Linked DNA regions of Bos taurus: region 1 is linked to region 2. The links are chromatin contacts, called in public Hi-C maps. All regions are on one chromosome and are shown on one strand. The core of a region is the stretch at or near the end of the contact, and the rest is flanking DNA. Distances in the headings are between cores, read along the strand shown. Region 1 overlaps PTPRC (protein tyrosine phosphatase receptor type C). Region 2 holds the start of PTPRC (protein tyrosine phosphatase receptor type C).

Region 1 (7,003 bases), core at 3,532-6,031, 48 kb before region 2:
TATCTGCCTAAAGCACTTACTAACTTATGTATGACAGCTACCTATTTAATGCTATATGTATGTGCCCATTCAGTCGTGTCCAACTCTTTGTGGCCTCATGGACTGTAGCCCGCCAGGCTCCACTGTCCATGGGATTCTCCAGGCAATAATACTAGAGAGAGTTGCTATTTCCTCCCCCAAGGGATCTTCCCAACCCAGGGATTGACCTGCATCTCTTGCATCTCCTGCATTGGCAGGAGAATTCTTCACCATTGAGCTCCGTAGAAAGCTATTTAATATTAGGAGGTTGTGCTAATACAAATAGCATTACAATAGGTGTCAAACTTATATGAACCATACGGAGAAGGTCTGGAAAACAGGTGAAGAAAAATGTGTGAAATGGCAGTAGGAATTATGAGGGTATATGCTTAGATGTGACAGTCAAGGGAAGGTATCAAGATTTTTCAATTTTTTTTTTTTTTTGCATTGAACGGTCTTTTGGGTTCCACACACACATCATATCCAATAAATATAATAAAATAGAGCACCATTAGATATCAAGTGTTTCTGTATGTTATAATTTGATTTTTCTCTTCTGGGAATAACATTTCCTACCCTTTAAAATATGTATATATGGCAAGAACTAGTTTTCACCATTTAGACAAAGGACTATTTAGAAGTATTCCAGTAGGTGGCAGAAGAGCACCAAAAATCTGCAAATCCTTTCCTAGCATTCCCATCCGGCTGCTGTGAATCAGCCATGGAACTGACTAGGTACATTAAACAGATGAAAATGGAGATAACAGGCCACTTGATCTTCAAAGCCGTGTTATTCTAACACATGTCTTGTTACTGAATTTACCTTTCCCAATATGTTTCTTTTACAACTCAAAATGTTTAACTGATTGCAAATCAAAGTTACCTTGAAGTCACACCCCTAAGTCCCCCACCAGAGATTTCAGCAAAAACTAGGAATGAATTGAGTGAAAATGACATTTCAAAAGACATACTTGAGCTTTAAATACCAGCTGTTCGTATCATCACCACTGCCCCAACCCCCTACTCCCTCAAAAGGAATGGAACACCCTTTCCAAAGGGATCTAAATCTGTCTTGTTTGGCAAATCTAAGAAAGGTACGAGGACAGAGGGGTGAAGCAGAAGAAATGAAATAAATGCCGGTTTTCAGGATCAGCCTCCAATGAATAGTTGCATGTTTTGAAGGTTAAAAATGCACATCTGACCTCTGTAAACATAAAAGCAATATAAAAATGGAAAAGGCAAGTCAAGACCCCCCCAGAAAAAATACAGGTCCAGTAAAAGAGATACGTATGGTTTTCCTTGCTTGCTAAGGCATGATAATACTAAAACAGAATAACAAATATCAAAGGATTCTACCTTAACTTATTCTTTAAATATATGATCAACAAACAGTAAATCCAACAAATATATCCTATTACTACGTATCTATGGAGTAAGTCTTCACGCAAGTGACGAAGCATTGACTAGACTTCAGAAAATTATAGGAAGTAGTCTCTCCTTCCCTCCTTCAGTAAATATAATAATTAGAGCAACAATTTGCCAAAAAGCTGTGTATTAGACACTCTGCAAGCCTCTTTACATGTTTTTGCCCTTAAGCATGCCAGCAAGTCAGTGAGTCAGCAATTATTTTTCCTATTTTATAGGGAATGAAACTGACACTGAAAGGAGCTTAGTAAATTATTCGGTTGCACACCGAGCAAGTGGCAGACGTGAAGAAGGCTGTCTAATGCTAGTTCTCCTATTTTTTATGCAGAATTTGTATTAAAACATTGCTTACATTTTTTAAGTGTCTAAAGTCCCATGAATAAAACAGTTGCTGCTTACCACCAGAAAATCATTTTAGATATTTCAACTGGTAAAGGAACACAGGATTTTAATATCTATTGACATGGAGCTCTTTTGACAGATAAAAAAAACTAAGGCTCAGTGAGTTTTAATGCCTTTCTGATTTCATGCAATTTAGAAAGACTCGGAGATTTATTGGTGACTCAGTGGTAAAGAATCCACCTGCCAATGTAGGAGACCTGGGTTCGCTCCCTGGGTCAGGAAGAGCCCATGGAGAAGGAAATGGCAACCCACTCCGGTATTCTTACCTGGGAAATACCTTAGACAGAGGAGTCCGGCAGACTACAGTCCATGGAGCCACAAAAGAATAAGACACGACTTAGCAACTGAACAACAGCAACGTGATTTATAAGCTCCATCAATTACCACAGAATTTCAACATCCCTTTTGGGGAGCCTCATTCTTAGATACAATGGGATTCCAAGAAACAGACTGAAATCTTTAGGAACGACAGAGACCAAAATAAACAGAAGAAAGACCTGGGAGAAACAAGAGCGTGCAAGGAGCAGACAGACCCCTGAAAACTATAATTCTTCTCAGAAATGAGACAATATTGTATCCAGGAACAGAAGAAAGGGCACTAAAAAGCAACATTTCAAGAACAGGAAAGGAGGTCAAGAGATACTGGCTAAAATCTTCAGGAAAAACAAACAGCAGGACAACAGAAAACAGCTGTTAAAGATGGTTGAGTAGCTCCGTGCTTGTGTTTTCTTCTGGAAAGCCGGAAGATGCCAACAGGTGGAGGGCGGTGGCCTGGTCTTACTACAAATCTCCCAGTACCATCTCATCGGAAACCCCAGGGAGTAGGTGGCATTGTCCTCTTTTAACAGAGGACGTCTCAATAAATAAATACATGCAAGGCTAAAGAGTTCCTAGCAGAAGGAATTTGGTTTTAAATGCAGATATGATTCTAAATGGAGAAAGCAATGGCACCCCACTCCAGTACTCTTGCCTGGAAAATCCCATGGACAGAGGAGCCTGGTAGGCTGCAGATCATGGGGTCGCTAAGAGTTGGACACGACTGAGCGACTTCACTTTCACTTTTCACTTTGATGCATTGGAGAAGGACATGGCAACCCGTTCCAGTGTTCTTGCCTGGAGAATCCCGGGGACGGGGGACCCTGGTGGGCTGCCGTCTATGGGGTCGCACAGAGTCGGAGATGACTGAAGCAACTTAGCAGCAGCAGCAGCATGATTCTAAAATGTCCCAGGCTTATTCAACTACACACTGCCATAAGGGAAACGTATTTAACACTCAATCCAGTAGTTACTCTAAAGAGACCCACGATGAGTAAAATACCATGTGTGAACCATCAAAGCGGGATTCAGAGTAAGTCACACACTGAAATTTATTTTTTAAAAGCGCAAATTGCTGAATGATAGCTATAAAAGAGGTAGCTTCTTACTTAGAAACAAACAAACAAAAAATGATGGGGGCGAATGGAAGGCAAGGAAGGGTGTGAACAGAACTGTGATGACCTGACAGAACTAAAACCAAGCTGAGGGACATCCCTGGTGGTCCAGAGGTTATGACCTCACCTTCCAGGGCGTGTGCGTTCCATCTCCTGTCAGGGAGTTAAAGATCCCACACGCCTCACAGTCAACCAAAACATAAAACAGAAGCCATGTTGTAAACTTCATTAAAGGCTTTAAAAATGGTCCACATAAAAAATGCAATCTTTACAATAAAAATAAATAAATAAAACCAAGTGTGTATGTGTGTGTACTTAGTACTGTCGGACTCTTTGTGACCCTATGGACTGTAGCCTACCGGCTCCTCTGTGGGATTTCCTAGGCAAGAATAGTAGAGTGGGTTGCCATTTCCTTATCCAGGGGATCTTCCTGACCCAGAGATCGAACCCATGTCTCCTGAATTGAAGGCAGATTCTTTACCACTGAACCAGCAGGGAATCCCTTATTCTTCAGTATTTGTACACAAAGCTTAGAGGAAGGAAAAATAAAACATTCCTGAAAATGGTTTACTCTTATTATGTGCATGCTTTAAAACTAAACAAACAAGCAAAAAAGTCTGTGATCAAACCTACATCTCCTAAAAGAAGTGGGATGTAGGAGAGAGAGGGTGGTGGGTGGGCTTCCTGGGGCCAGGGGTTGACCGCTGGCTGCAGGACTGGGCACTGATCCAGGTCTGGGTCAAGCTCCATGACTTAGCATCCAGAGACTTTTTTTTAAAAAGGAACCAAGAGTGAAATCTAAATTATAGTGAGTTGGCCAAGAGGTTATGTAAAAACCCAAATGAACTTTTTGGCCAACACAATACTATCTTCTAGTGAACTAAACACTGCTGCTGCTGCTGCTGCTGCTGCTGCTAAGTCGCTTCAGTCGTGTCCGACTCTGTGCGACCCCATAGACGGCAGCCCACCAGGCTCCCCCGTCCCTGGGATTCTCCAGGCAAGAACACTGGAGTGGGTTGCCATTTCCTTCTCCAATGCATGAAAGTGAAAAGTGAAAGGGAAGTCGCTCAGTCCTGTCCAACCCTCAGCGACCCCATGGACTCCAGCCTTCCGGGCTCCTCCATCCATGGGATTTTCCAGGCAAGAGTACTAGACAATAACAAATAAACAGGAGAAGGACCCTAGGTTGCAGCGAGTCCGCCTAACCAACCTGTCCCCCCTTTGGCAAACAGGATCCCTAGGTCTGCCGAGGCTGCCCAGAAGGGAAGGGAAATAAAAGCAGAGTCTGATAACACGCGCTACTAACTTCTCATTTCCCCTTGCTGAAAACTCCGAACAGAAACACTTGATTGACTTTCAAAATCATTAAAGGAACCTGGCCTAATGGGAAAAGCTCCCCTTTCAAACAGAAGAGGTTCTCAACACGCTCTTCTCATCAGAAGGCTGTTTGCACAGCGAAGAGCAGCCTTGGTGGCTTTTCTGCTCTTGTGGTTTCTCCTCCTCCAGGGTACTTCTGTTTTTCTGATTCTGAGTCTTTATAGGAAAGGAAGAGGTGTAGCCGTGCGGTTAAGCGCGCAAGCCTTTGCAAATGGTGCAGCGCGTTGCTATGGCAGCGTCGGCAGCGGCCCCAGCCCGGGGTTAAACCACAACTTCTCTAGTTGATGGCGAAGCCGGCTGATAAGACAATGAGCTCGTGCGGCAGCCCTGAGTTTCAGAGCTCTTTGTTTTTGTTTCAATGAAAAGGTGTTTCAAGGAGAAGGTTGGGAATTAGGAGGGCGGTTTGTCCCCCTTGGAAGCATTCCGTTTGGAAAAGCGTTTGCAGATCATATTTTAATGAGAAAAAAAAAAGTTAAATCCAAGCTCCTCTTCAATAAAGTAAAAAGTCACCCTCTCGGGCCCGCAGTGAAATTGGATTCATTAGTTACATAATGCAGCTTAGAGAAAACAGGTTCCAAAGAAAAAAGTAAGACAGATGTGCTTATTTTTAAATAGAATTCACACTCCTTTAACCTTAAGGTTATGAAATGACCAAAGAGAGCAGAGGTGAAGACATTTCACCAAGTGCAGAGTTCTTTATCATCACCTACGAATGTTACTCTCCCGCTACGACATACCACATCACACCCTTTGCAAGCAAATGTTCTGAGCTAAATATGTTCAGCGACTTCCTCAATATCACACTTGAAGTCTCCTGAAAGGTCACGCCTGAGAAGCCAGAGATGTATAGGTGCGTTTTGGTCTCTCAGCCACATTACCAAGCGGCTTCAGCCCGGTAGTAACCATTTTCTATGCCGAGTGTTTCTACCCACTGCCCTGATGCTGTTGTTCACCTGCCAAGTCGTGTCCAACTCTTTGAGACCCCGTGGACTCCAGCACTCAGGCTCCCTGTCTTTCACTGTGTCCTGGAGCTTGCTCAAGCTCCTGTCCATTGAGTCCGTGATGCCAGCCAACCATCTCATCCTCTGCTGCCCCCTTCTCTTTCCGCCTTCAGTCTTTGCAACTGCCTTAGGTCTTAGCTGAAGATAGTTAATGGTACATAAAATATTAAATAGCATATGAACACCCATACATTATCAGTCCTGGAAAATGGTCATGAGATCATTTTTACTGAGTGTTTTCAGGAAGATTCACATTGGGTCAGTTTCTTGGGCCTTTGTGCGTCAGGAAATTTTCCTCTCTCTTAAGTAAAAAGGAGCATTTTTGGAATACCTACTCTCTTTGGAATATCTCTGTGGGGTGTTAGAACTCTTGCTTCTTAAATGAGAAAACAAGGATGCTGACAGTTTGAATAAATTGAATTAAGTGAACACACAGAGTGAGTAAATTAACAGTGCAAAAACTCAGTTCCACCTCTACCAGACAGCAAAGAACCAGTATTTTTTATCAACCACATAAGGCTACCCCCTGGCACTGCAGGATTCAGAGCACCCATTTCACATTACTCTTGAGCTTTGGCTCATACTCCATGAATATCTAATACCTGGGCTCCGAGCTTCTTTCCCCAGCCTTTCCCCTAGTCTGACTCTGACCTTGTCCTATTTCACCAACCTTTACACTCGGGCCTAAACTGTGACCTCCCCCCCAACTTCCCCATTCATTTTAGATACAGCCACGAGGAATCCACTTTTACAATGTACTGATATGCTTTATTCTTGTTAAAATAACTTAGTAGAAGATTCCAGAATCTTTACTGTTCTTATTGAAAGCCCTTCCCAATCTATCTCCAAATTGCCTTTCCAATGCTATTATCAGTATGCTTAAATGAAATTATTTATTTAAGTTCAAATTCAGTATAAGTGCAATTTATTGCAACCAAATAGGGTTTCAGCATACTTCCCTACTTCCCTTTCAGTTTTATTTTACCCTAACCTGGAATATCTTTCCTTCTTTTAATGACCCTGAGTCATGGCCATCTAAGACTTGATTCAAAATCCAACCTCATGACAATTTTCCTGGTCCCCTCAGGTCACCAAGGTCTTCCAGCGTTTAGAATAATAATGATGTATGGCACTCACGGGCATACATATCATGAATAAACTTATCTATTTAGTTATCTCTTTCCATGGTACGTTCCAGTTAAGGTCATAGCTGTTTGGAACAGCACAGGATGGCTTGAATCCCTCCATCTCCACTCTCCAGCTGTGTGACCTTGGAAAAGTGACATGCCGTCTCTGAACATCAGTTCTCCAGTTAATCTATAATATCTAGTCATAGGGCCGTATGTCTGT
Region 2 (7,382 bases), core at 3,772-6,271:
TTTTTTCAGATTATTTTCCATTATAAGTTATTACAAGATATTGAATGTAGTACCCTGTGCTATATAGTAAATCCTCATTGCTTATAAGACTACTACTAATATCTTTATGCTTGTAAACGTCATAGCATTAATTCTTTAGTGTTAGGCAGCTTTGATGTGGTTGGGCGCCTTATAATGAAAAAAACTATTTAGACAAGATTAAATTAAGTTTAAACTGAGGTTAGGTTAAATTCCATTGTCTTCTCTCCTAACAATTCTCATAAACGTAGAAGATGACTGAAAATGACCAGAGAACTGCCCTGAGGACGAATGTCTTTCTCTGCACCACTGCCTTACGTACACAGGGTCTGAAAACAAAACCTTGCAATGTTCACGCTGGACTTTCAGTAACAAATTTAATCAACCTGACTACAAATCTCTGCTCTTCACCTGCTCAGACTGAAATTCAGTGTCACATTATTTAGGAAGAAGGGATGCTCAGACTCCTCCAGGCTTGCTGTGCACAGACGGTGAGGCTGACAGGGTGAGCTGTCTTCCATCTGCCCTTGGATACGGCCCCAGGGATCTAGGTCAAGTGCCGCCCACACTGGTCCGAGGGAAGGCTGGACAAGCCCCGGGTGTCTTGTACCCCTGCCACGTGAGTCCCTCCCTTCCTAATTCTTACTTTTTGCCCCAAGGACATCTGGATTTGAAGAACAAAACTGGTCCGTCAAACAAAATGGCTCTAACAAGAATGTCCAAAACAGCAAGTCAAGAAAAATTTAGCAACAATATTCTTGAACATTGCATTTTTAAGAAATTAGAGGCTCTTCCCAGGTAAAAGGTAAAATGATATGAAAGAAGGAAATGGGGAGAGGGGCAACGCCTGTAAAGATTTAGATCTAAAATGATTTTATCTAATCTTGATAAAATTGTTCATTTTATCCAACAGCCTCCATCCTTCCACTTGGCCTCTAGCTAGTTTTTTCATCTTATATTTCTCCTCTTTCTGTCTTTGCTTTTTTCTCATCTCCTCCCCCCACCCCCGCCTCATTTCTATACTATTATAATCTGCAGGTATGCTCCCCACCCCCCAAAAATAAAAAACGCCCATTACTGTTTCAGCACCTGGGAAGAAATCAAGCACAGATGAGACCAAAAAGGTGGTTCCCGCTTTCCTGTGAGTCACACCAGCAAGCACGCGCTGGTTGGTAAAGAGTAATGCCAAGAGCAACAAACTGAAACGGTATGTGAAACACCGCTTCGTTTTTTATACAAGCAAGCGTGATAAAATGTGTAGGATCACGGTGGAGACATTCTGTGGGAAGAGTGATGACAGAGAACTTAGAGGGGAGACAGGATTTGTACAGCACCTTAAAGGCCTGGAGCAAGTGGAGAGAAGCGGGGTGCTGAAACTGCCTCCTGCTTGCTCTATTTTAGTCCATCTCAAAAGGAAAAAATATCCCAGCTCCCATCTCCCTGAGCAGTGCCCCGGCAGTGAGTTTAGAATGTAAACCAAGGCGATGAGAAGATGTCGGAGGGTGTTTTCCTCTTTCATTTTATATTTTTAAAGCTGTAGGCTATGAAAAGAAATGGACAAATGAGGAGATCGTTACAATACTGAGTGTGAAAAGTGATAAAGACATGAATTAAAGGGATGGCAATGGAGATGAAGAGGGGAAAGATTTTAGAGATCTTTATCAAGTAAAGTGATAAGACTTGGGGACCATTTAAATGTACATATTTCAGACTTTCTCTTTTGCAAAAACGCAAGGCAATGAAACAAGATTCCATTTAGGCAAGGAGGCAGGTTCACCCGTGTAAGGGGCGAGTCTGGAGACAGAATAAGGACCATTAGTGCATAGCAGGTGATGGTAAGGAACTCTGGGTTTAGAAATGAGAGTAAAACTGGCCGAAGACTGAGGCCTGTAGAACCACAATGTTTAAAAGCAGACAAATAAGAGAAGCAGTAGGCAGGTGAGAAACCAATATATACTCATATATGTGTTTGTATGTGTAATGAAGTAACTAACATATATATAGCCCACACATTATAACTAGCCTGTTCATGTGTGTGTGTGTGTGTGAGCATGTAGAAGCATCTATATTCTTACAGAGGTTAACTATCAAAAGGACACCATGTAACCCAGGATACAGCAAGGACCTAGCTCAGTACTGAGTGCGCTGACCCTGCGCTCAGTCCGTGGAGCAAGGGTGGAAAAGGAAAGCAGACCCCTAACCTCACCTTACCTTTCCCTCACCAAACACGTTTCATATTCTAGCAACAATAAGGATCCCAGGCAGATGTGTATTAGGAAAAATACTTTCCAAAAAATCAGCACATCTTCATCCCCACACCCCCAGATCTCTACATGGCATTTAGACCTTAATAGGATTGCCAATCGAATTCCATTCAGTTAGACTGAACTCCCGCAAGTGTGCAAGGCCCAGTACACATTTGTAACATAAGCTGTTTATTTTTTGTCGATGGAAAAATGAAAAACTATGTCCAGGAAACAACTCTTAACCGTTATGACTCATAACTCACATAACTCCTGCATTCATAGCTGTGACGGTACAAAGCTGTAACCTGGCCATACTTTGTTCAAGCCAGAGATCACTCATCTCTACCTGCATTCTTGAAACCATCTCTCTCCCCCCAAATTATTTAGAAAATTTAAACAAAATGTTGGTTTCCTGTTATCTCAGCAAAGAGGCACAGAGCAAAGAGATTACTGACTTTTATGTAAAACTCAACCCAGCATTGTGACTGCTCTGGGAAAGCTGAACTTTGCCAACATTTGTATTTTAGAGATTAAATAACATATCCAAGTTGTGCATCCATTTATCCATTGATGTCTCTCTCCATTTGGCTCTATTTCTTTATGTGTTTAGAATGCACAATATAAATTTTATGTCTAATATTTCTTATAAACATTAAACTCAATTTAACACCTTCAAATAAAACATATACTCCAGCTCACAGCTTGCTAATAAAATAAAATATATCATTGAAAGAACTAATAATTTCCCAAATTATGCAGTGAATCATTAAATCTCTCTTGGGACTTCAAAGTATGATAAACAAGATTTGCACACCTAGATAATTGTATCTATATTTTTTTTCCCAAAAAACGAGTATATGTTACAGGAAGACTAGAAAAACGTTTGCCTTCAGGGTTTCTCTGAGCAGTTCAGGTTAAACTTGGTCTTTCAAAATAAATCTTTGTATACCTATCCATTTATCTATGGTACAAATTATTCAGCAAAATTTGTTTAAAGGTTTCTAGATCATTTTATACTCTTGTGTTGAATATAGATTCAAAGATGTTTCTTAGAGTAAAAAGCCTTAGTAGGCGAAGTTGAAATTTTTATTGTAGTTTGTTCTATGGCCTACAAAATATCCCATTTAGAAAGTTGTGCAACCGTTTCTGAGTGAGAATTTTAATGGAAATTTACTCTGACGTGATAATACACATATTACCTTATAAAAATTATTATTTCTTATAATACTTTAATTGTGATAACCAGCTTCATAGGAATGGTAACTTAATAAACATTTTGTGTACTAAGGCAAAATGCTATACCTACATAAAAAATATTTAATCCATTTTTGCAGTTAAAGAAAAAATATTTATGTATATACACACTGCTTTCTACTGTCTTTAGTTTCACAGAATCTAAATTAACAGTGTAACATGTTCAGAAGAGAACTTCTGTCCTATCTTTTAGAGAAAAGGAGAGTGGTGGAAAATTTTTAAAAAGGCATTTCAAAGTGAATTACAATAAGCAAGATTTTTTAAAATATGTTTCCCATTTTTTTAACTTATTTAGAAATCTGCAAAAGTACCATTTCAAATATCCTTTTAATAACAATTTTTAAATAAAGCTTTTCGATCCTCCACCATAAGAAGTCATACTAAATATCAACCAAAATGTACTCATGACCCACACTGGAACTGTTCGAGAAATGTCCACTAAGTGGACCAGAAGTGTGCACAGATCTTAAAGCTGAATAGATGCAGGAGCTCCGGTCAGTTACATTTTCCTATAGAATGCATCATTTGCATGATTCTTAAGAGTTTAAGTATTTTTATCTCGTCAAGGCTGTAAGATTTACCCAGCACCCAGGAAGGGCGGTGGCCCCGCGAGAGTATTCAGAGGAAATAATCATTCAAAGGATTATAAGGAACAAAAACCTTGATTTAAAATACATTTTGTGATAAAAATTTTGCAAAAAGTTACTCTTTAATTCCATATCCAAATTTGCTTTTTTTTTTTTTTTTAAGTACCATACAATTAAGTATTCAATAAAATATTTTGGCCATAATCAAAATTTGAGGAAGCAAACCCCCGGTCCGAAAAAAAATGAGTGGTTTGTGTGCAAACAAAGCCATATTATCATTTTTACAAATGCAGTTTTTGTTAAAAAGACCAAAATTTAGTTTTTTGGTCATTCAGATATCTTCAGACTTTCAACACTGCTGTTGTAATATCCTTGAACAGTTTGTAAACCAAGACACAGATAGACAATGTTTGCCTTTGGAATTGTGATTTTCGGGGCCAAACATGTATGCCTTTTTAAACAGAAACAATGTGTTCTGTGCCCCAGGGAGCCATGTCTCTCCGAGGGACAATGACCTTGATCGTTTTACAGCGGGCTTCCTCACCTCCAGTCACCAACACTTCACTTGCTTTTATGTCTATTTCAAACCAATGTCCTTACACACACACACACACAAATAACTAAGGAAATATGAATTTCCTTGTGCTTACCTGCAACAAACACTGCGATGTCCAGGAAGGCAAAGCCGAATGCCAGAAGTTTAAGCCACAGATACATGGTCATATCTGGAAATCAGCCAAACTCCTGAGAGACAGCATGCGTCCTTCTGAAAGGCAAAATAATGGTTATCTCCGAACCAATGTTTCTCTGTAAGGCCGAATCAAGAAGGAAAGAAGTGAATACGTACTCTTGAACTGGTGTCTTATCAGACAGGGGCGATTTCCTCCTGCTGCCCTGAGAGCAAACCACTTGCTGCGAGGCAGTGATGTCAGATTCGGTTTTACTAACTTCTCCAAAAGGGCTGCAAAGGGTCCTCTTTGCAGGAAGTCAAGAAAGTTGTTCAAAGTCACTGCCAAGGCCTCTTACTTCCTTACTTTAAGTAATTAGACTGAGTTACTAGGCCTCTCAAAAGATTTTCCCCGAGAAAGATGCATTTTTCATATCCAAACAATACTCCCATGAAGTATTCACGATAACTAGAAAATGACATGCCCCACCCTCAAAAATCCATAACATTCTTACCTAAACAATGATAAAACAGTCAGCATGGGTATAACAAAAATAAGGACTGGCAAGATGATATGCTAATTGAATTAATGAAGAAAAAAAAAAACTGTATTTGTCTTAAAATGACCAAATGAATGAAAAAGCAACTACCTCTCTGGTTATTTTCAACAACCAGAATCTTGTACCATTAGGGCATTCAGAACCCAGCAATATGACAGTTCGAGTATCCAGCCACTCTCTATGCAAAGCACTTTCAGAAAGCTTAATAGCTTGCCCCAAATCTTTCACAGATATTCTTTCAGGGCTGGGAATGGAATCAGAAACTCACTTCTCCTGCAGTAAATCATGCTTCAATAAAGGAGAGCCTCTGTGACCTGAGATATTCTTGGTGTTGCTGATGAGGGAAAAAAGAGACATTCAATCAATAGCTGTTTTTTTACAAAAGTTAACCTTTTATTCCCCCTCAGTCATACTATCTCAACCTTTCTGATTAAATGACTGCAAATAAATACACAACATCCTTTGTGATTTTGATGGTGTTCTCAGTAAGTCCATTAATTAGGAAAATGCGTGCGAGAAGGAAGCCTCTATGACATCAGCAGTACAGGACTGCCCTGGTGGTTCAGTGGCTAAGACTCCGAGCTCCCAACGCAGGGGGCCCGCGTTCAATCCCTGGTCAGGGAACTAGACCCCAAGTGCTGCAACTGAAACATCCTGCACTCTGCAACAAAAGAACCCCTGTGCCGCAATGAGGACCCAGCAAAGTCAGATAAACCGATAAATAACAGACATTTTTTAAGAAGTCAGCGATACAATGGAGTGAACTGGTCTCATCATCACAGAACCTGCAGGCATGCATTAATAAAATCCCCTACTGCACACATAGACCAGGCATCATGCTCTGAACTACAGATCAGGCGGAAGGGACCTGCAGACAGAGCCCTTGCAATGATCTGGCTAGGAAGTGCTTGAGCAGGATTCCAATGTTGTTGTGTATAAACCTTTTGATGTTTGCATACTTATTTGTTTTTCTCTTACTTTAGCTGCTAGGAACTTCAGAACCCAATTTGTACATACCCTCCCACTTGGTACAAATGAAAATAATTCCACCCCTTAATTTCTGATTAGTAAGTAACATTCTAATGAGATTCTTGTTATTATTATGATTTTAAATGATGGTTGTTATAGTAGCTAACACTACTGTACTCTTAGCACATCCAGGAAAATGCTTAGCCCTTTAATCATATAATACAATTTGTACAACAAACTTGGAGATAAAGAGATACATAATTCTTCATCTTATCTGTAAAGTTCAGAGAGCTTAGGTGATTTGTCTGAAGTCTCACAGCTGGGATGTAAGCAAGCTACGTTTTGAACCCAACCTCAAGTTTCATCTTACTTTCCTTATTTGCTTCACTATTTTTTTTTCATTTTCTCATCTCCTTCTCCAATCTTTTTTACTTTGTACTTTTCTAATTTTTAATCTCAGAAAGATAGAAATTGATGGCATACAGATGATACTATTCTCTTTTTACAAACGCGTTTTTAAATTAAGTGTCCGTGCATGTCAGCACTATTGTTTAGGAGTTAGGCCTACAGAAAACATTGATCTGTGTCAGAGGTCACGAATTTTAGTTCTTCTCACCTCAACCTGTTTCTTAAAACACATTTTCAATGGAAATCTATCTGGGGATTAGCTGTGAGTATCTTTAAACAAATATCTGTGTTCTGTTAGCTCACTCTTATGGTAGGATATTTGGTAAACAAGCCATGAAAAAACTGTGTGACATGCCATTTAAAAGGGAGTTAAGACACTATACTTTGAATAAACTGAAGAGAGGGGATTAGAAGCCTTTAAGAGACATTTTTAAAAGGGCTTTGCAGATTACAGCTTTGAAGGAATAGCAAGAAATGCGGAGATTTAATTTCATTTCAGGCAAGTGGGCAGAGAGAATCCACCCAAGCAACACTGAGGTTAATTAGAAACAAATGAGTTGGATGGTGTTTTTATTTTAAAGTGTTAAAATTGAGTTTAATGTCAACAAGAAACAGTAGACTTTGGGGTAGCAAAATGTATAAGGGATACTGCTGCTGCTGCTAAGTCACGTCA

Evidence for each region. A called contact is a pair of places that touch in the nucleus more often than the background predicts.
Region 1: a Hi-C map of blood shows a contact between it and region 2, with 2.1 times the contacts expected there. The contact joins the enhancer-like site here to the promoter of PTPRC in region 2. A contact is called at or near these places in 3 of 11 Hi-C or Micro-C datasets (blood, liver and an unstated tissue).

What each region holds. Positions count from the first base shown.
Region 1 is chr16:77,586,254-77,593,256 of ARS-UCD2.0, reverse strand. The region is part of intron 2 of PTPRC (protein tyrosine phosphatase receptor type C); the gene reads right to left. Among named protein-coding and RNA genes, the nearest start is that of PTPRC, 49 kb to the right of the region's middle. Within about 2 kb of position 4,781, at least 19 of the 102 cell types and tissues checked have an H3K27ac peak or open chromatin away from gene starts, as enhancers often do. A contact at or near this core is called in blood, where this site is marked.
Region 2 is chr16:77,538,242-77,545,623 of ARS-UCD2.0, reverse strand. It overlaps PTPRC (protein tyrosine phosphatase receptor type C), which reads right to left and starts at 5,021. Exons shown (of 30, transcript NM_001206523.1): 1 at 4,953-5,021; 2 at 4,756-4,871. The coding sequence starts at 4,828.